2 separate regions of the Macaca mulatta genome follow, and region 1 is linked to region 2. A link is a contact called in public Hi-C data. All regions are on one chromosome and are shown on one strand. Each heading gives the region's core, a stretch centred on a gene start, on an enhancer-like site or on the middle of the called end of the contact. The rest is flanking DNA. Distances are from core to core; before and after follow the strand shown. Region 1 holds the start of SLC31A1 (solute carrier family 31 member 1). Region 2 holds the start of PRPF4 (pre-mRNA splicing tri-snRNP complex factor PRPF4).

Region 1 (2,700 bases), core at 133-2,632, 51 kb before region 2:
AGCAACTTAAGGGGAGGCACAGCAGTTTAATAATTTTTGTAACCTCTTAGCATTTAGCAGATTAAGGAGCATATGTGGTGTATTTGTCATTTTTCCAGTACATTCTTCAGCACGCACAAAATTTGTTAAGCATATGTTCAAAGATAAGCTCTGCAATGATCAGAGCTTGGTAGCTCACAAGTTTGGAGGAAGTCAAGCTGTCCACCGGCACAACACAATGGAAAAGGCTAAACTGACCACTGAAAGAGACAAAACCCTGCCTCTCTTTAAAGATTTCTATCCCAGGCTGGTATATATTAATATAACGCTTGAAGAAACTGGAGAATGACGGAAGTCTGTTACGTTGGTTTTAAGCTTTAAACTTTACAAAGTGCAGTTTCGCAGCTATTATTCATTCAACAGCCACTTCCTGAGCACTCACTATGTGCTAGGTACCATGCTGAGTGCTAGACAGAAATGAACAACATAAGCAGTCCCTGTCCTGTGAGGACTCATAATCTAATAGGTTTGGGGTACAAGAACAGAGGCAAACACACCTAACTGTAGGAATAAGGAAGAGAAAGCAATTCATTCTGCCTGAGGCTGCAGGAGAAGGAAAAGCATCCAAAACGTGACATCCGAGCTGGGCCTTGAAGAATGCTAGAGCTGACCCACCAGGGCCCGGTTCTAAAGTGTCATCGCCTTCTCCACGGAGAAGAGAAAGTCTCTTATCAGCCCCAGGTGACTCCTACAAAAATTCTGAGGCAGGAAGTTTCATCAGCAATCATTCCCATTTCACAGGAGAAATTGTGACCCAGAATGCAAAAGGCAAACCCCAGGGTTATCTTCGCGCCAAGAGAGATGCCGGGTCCCGAACCTCAGATTGGCAGAGTCAGCACAGTTGGAAGCTCTGCCCAGATTCTGAGAGGTGTAGAGCACCGGAATGTGTCAAGAGTCTCCCCCCGGAAGTTGGGAAAAGGCCTGAGAAGAGATCGACCCCCCTCCAAAAATCCGCCGGTATCTCTCAGCCACGCCCTCCAGCGCATACTTCTCAGTCACTCACCCGCCGCTGGGCGATAGGAAATCGGTGTCGTCCTCGTCCCCCGCACCGAACATTGCGTTGGCTTTCACCAGGCTGCGGGGAGGAAGCTGGGTATTTCCAGAGTCCCAGGGCTTGTCACCGCCGACGTCGTAAAATGCCGCGGCGGCGTGCTGCTTTCCGGCAGGGTGAACTCCCTCACGGTCTCTGGGCTGAAAGTAGTCTAGGCTCTGGAGAAGGTGGGGCAAAGGCAAATGAGAGGCTCGCGCCGCCAGACGTCAGGCCTCTCCAGCCCGCAGGGGGTCGGAGCTTCACAGTCTCGTGCAGGGATTGGTCGGTAATGCTAGGGGGCGGGAGGGGGCGGGAAATCCTCGGCCTCGGAGGCTGTCGTGGACACGTCGAGCCGGGTAGAAGTGGACGGGCCGTTCGAGGAGTCGTGAGGGGGTGACGGGTTAAGATTGGGAGAGAGAGGCGCCAGTGGCTGGACTCGACCTGGGAAGGTAAGGCTTCTCCCGGTCCCTCTCTAGCACCCCTGTGCATGGGTACCGTGCTTTCCCCAGCGGGACAAGGACCCTTCTGGCCGCTCTCCTCAGCTCCGCGGAAGGAGAAAGAGCGCGGGACTGGAGGGTTAAAGACTTGGGCTTCGACCCGGTCCCTGCAGTGGCTTAGCCAGAGTGACCTTGGGCCGCGGTGCTCGGTGCCTCAGTTTCCCCGTGTGTGCAACCGGCCATTTGTCCAGTGCTTCCATGTGCCGGCTGGTCCAGAAGCTTTTAGAGCTCAGAGGCCATCGATTTCGATCCCGGCCTCCTCGTAATCTCAGAATTTACAGATAGGGAGACGAAGGAACTAAGCACCCGGGTGACTAGTCCGAGGTCACAAAGAGTAAAGGGCAGACTGAGACTGGATTCCTCGTCCTTTGATTCAGGACATAGTGAGCTAGTGCGTGAACAAGAACGTTACCAGCCCTTAAGCACTGTGTGCCCTTACAGAATGGCTATTGAAAGACTGTAGCATACACCTCGAGGAAAATTCCCTTTCTAGAGTCCACCTGTATTCTACGCAGGTGAGGTGCAGAAGAACTAGGATATTCTGGCGGTGGGTGATGGAAAGGAGGATACTTTGGAGGCAGACACATCCCCAGCCCAACCTTGGCGTGGGTTTCCCTGGGTCTTCCTGCGACAGTCCTAAATCAACATCAATTGTGACGGACTCCTCTGACTCCAGTTTCCACCCTATCTGTATCTTACCTAAGTATTTTTTTGGTTAACCTGGTTTCATTCTCGAAACAATCCTGGGGTAGTCCTGGCTTAGGTAAGGTGTGGCTCAGGAGATAGTGTCCCAGTGTAGCGTCCACAGACTCAATGGAGTTCTTGGGCTTCCCCTCACAGTCAGGTTGGTACTACAGGTGTCCCTTACCTGAATGTTTCAATCTGTCAGTATGAAATTGAAGCGAAGTTCTCCCTCCCAGAGAACTTTGCACCTCCTGGCAAAGATGTTAAAGCAGCGAAGCCTCACAGTTGGAATGATGCAACTGGAATCTAAGCACTAGAACCGGAAATGGAACTAGAATCTAAGGACTAGCATTAGAACTGTTGCAGTAGCTCTGTTTAGTGTGTGAACTTGGCTACCTCTTAGAGGTGTTGGGGGAATAACTGGATTAAGTACCATGGCACTTTTTAATC
Region 2 (2,700 bases), core at 14-2,513:
TTGCTTTGTACTAAATCAGGCATTATCTTCTACCAGATTCCAATGCAGACAAATGGTAGAGAAAGCCAAAGTTCCAAAGAGGGAAAGAGAGGGATAGGGATACCTAAAAGGAAAAAAAAGGTCTACTATACATTTTACCTTTTCTGCAAACTGCGAAAAACTGGCCACTACGGAGCAGTATAGAGTAGCAGTTAAAAGTGCTGGCTGTAGAGGTTAAAGGGCACAGGTTCTAATCCCACTGCGCCACTGATCTTGAACAATTAGTTTCATTTCTAACTAGGCCTTAGTTTCCTCATCTGTATCCTACTTTGCTGTTGTAGGAAGTGAATAACGTAATGCAGAGTAAGCTCTTGGAACATTACTTGGCATTTAATAAATGTTCAATAAATAACACCTATTATGGCTGTAATTTTTCTAGGGGGTTGGATGAGGATCTGGCCAGCTACGGAAACGTCAATATTTTGAGGATCTCCCACCGTCCACGTGGAGATAAAAACCTTATGCTGTTCGTCTCTAATACCCCAGCATCCAGCAGGGCAGAGAGACGTACAGTTCCCTGACACCCTCCTAACCATCATCTTACTCTCAATCTGATACAAAGACCAGGCTGAAGACAAATGAACAAAATCAGGCCGAAGCTCCTCCGCCGGGTCTTTATTTGACTTTGGCACCAGCGGGCTCTTCTAGCTTAATCTCTCGCTGCAGCCCAAATCCACCGCCGAGCCATCAAGCTCATAGGTGGCCCCTGGGAAGACTTCCGGACCATGGAAGAGAACAGTCCTCGTCCCCTAGCTCCAGGCCTGTACCTCGGATCCCAGGGTTTCTATGGTAACACGGTCCTCGGCTCCCAGAAGACGTAAACGCCCCCGTAGGCCCGGGGAGGCACAGCGGGCCCCGGAAGCCCTCGACTCGCTCCAGAGTTCAGCCCCGAGCCGCGCGAGTCGACTTACCTACCTCTTTTCAAGTCGGCTCAGCCCCTTCCCGGAACCTCGGCTCCCCTCCACGAAACTACTGCTACGCCAACTGGACTACACTTCCCAGACGGCTTGGAGCCTCTCTCTCAGCAGAACCTCGTCTTCCGCGAGCTTTTCTTGGAGGTTCTAGGAGGGATGCCCCTCAATGCCACGACGCCATTTCCTACTACGACTTCCATCATGCTCCGCGCCGCTCCGGGCGCAGCGACGGCTCTTGGCCCATGTCCTGTTTGCGACACACTTCCGGTCAGTGACGCACTTCCGCTCTGCTGGGCGCGCGGTGGAAGGTCTGAAACGGAGAGCTTGGATTTCGCTGGGGCCTCGCGGCTCCAGAGCCCAGCATGGCTTCCTCGCGAACCTCCTCCACGGTACAGAGCCCGGGATCGCAACTCACTCTGGCAGGGAGCGCGGAGGGGGAAGAGGATCTCTGCGGGAAGGGGCCGTTAGGGAGCGAGAGAAGGCGGTGGAGGGCTGAGGAGGAAGGCTGCGGGACTCAGTGGTCTTCTACACAGCGGACCACCGTTTTCCTGACCCCTAAGCGCTTTCGTGGACTGTAGCTTATTTGCACCTCTCCCACTACAGCCCCAAAGGGCAAACATCTCTTCCGACTCATCCAGTAACGGTGCTCTGAAATAGGGAAGTGTCTTGGCCAAGGTTTATGCGTTTGGCAGATCTCAAAATTTTAATGAGACCTACTAACTTCTACCTCACGTCTAGAAACGTTTGAAATGTATACACTCGTAATGTTGTAACTTGTTATCCTTTAGCACCGCGTTGGTTATTTCATCTATCCTTAATATTTCCCCAGTGATGAGCAGTAATCTTGGATACATCGTAAAACACGAGATTCCACGTTTCCAGCAGAATAAAGTAAACAGATTCCAGAGCAAACCTTTCATATGAAAATACTCGAGAGAACCTCACTAGTTTTATCAATCCCGTCAGCTAAAGTGAGGGACTGAAACACCCTCCCCTTCACCTCAAATCGATGAAGAACATCTTAAGTAGTGTCCAATTTGTCCTTTCAATTATGAAGGAAATAGGACTGTGAAACTCAGGGCGAGCTTCATCCTCGGGAAATCCGGTAAATTGCCAAGATTAAACCTCAATTTAATCCAGATTTTTGATTTGGCAGGCAACCAAAACTAAAACACCCGATGACTTAGTTGCTCCGGTTGTGAAGAAACCACACATCTATTATGGAAGTTTGGAAGAGAAGGAGAGGGAGCGTCTGGCCAAAGGAGAGTCTGGGATTTTGGGGAAAGAAGGACTTAAAGCAGGGATCGAAGCTGGAAATATTAATATAACCTCTGGTAAGATGCAAATTGTGAACCCATCTTTACCTCTTTGTGTAATGAATACTTTCCTAAACTTGAATATCATCAGTTTTATAATGTCAAAAAATTTAAGTTCTTTTGTTTTAGACGGAGTCTCGCTCTGTCACCAGGCTGGAGTGCAGTGGCGCGATGTCTGCTCACTGCAACCCCCGCCTCCTGGGTTCAGGCAGTTCTCCTTCAGCCTCCGGAGTAGCCGGGATAACAGGCGCACACCAACAAGCCCAACTAATTTTTGTATTTTTAGTAGAGACGGGGTTTCATCATGTTGGTCAAACTCCTGACCTTGTGATCCCTCCCCCTCGTCCTCCCAAAGTGCTGGGATTACAAGCGTGAGCCACTGCGCCTGGCAGAATTTCAATTCTTAAACTTGCATCTATAAGGCTGTATTT

Evidence for each region. A called contact is a pair of places that touch in the nucleus more often than the background predicts.
Region 1: a Hi-C map of blood shows a contact between it and region 2, with 2.5 times the contacts expected there. The contact joins the promoter of SLC31A1 here to the promoter of PRPF4 in region 2. A contact is called at or near these places in 5 of 14 Hi-C or Micro-C datasets (CD4 T cells, blood, cortical neurons and 2 more).

What each region holds. Positions count from the first base shown.
Region 1 is chr15:45,088,779-45,091,478 of T2T-MMU8v2.0, reverse strand. It overlaps SLC31A1 (solute carrier family 31 member 1), which reads left to right and starts at 1,382. Exons shown (of 5, transcript NM_001257506.1): 1 at 1,382-1,518. It overlaps FKBP15 (FKBP prolyl isomerase family member 15), which reads right to left and starts at 1,158. Exons shown (of 28, transcript XM_077968299.1): 1 at 1,043-1,158. The coding sequence starts at 1,095.
Region 2 is chr15:45,037,987-45,040,686 of T2T-MMU8v2.0, reverse strand. It overlaps PRPF4 (pre-mRNA splicing tri-snRNP complex factor PRPF4), which reads left to right and starts at 1,263. Exons shown (of 14, transcript NM_001261569.1): 1 at 1,263-1,342; 2 at 2,110-2,287. The coding sequence starts at 1,316. It also overlaps a transcript of CDC26 not described here.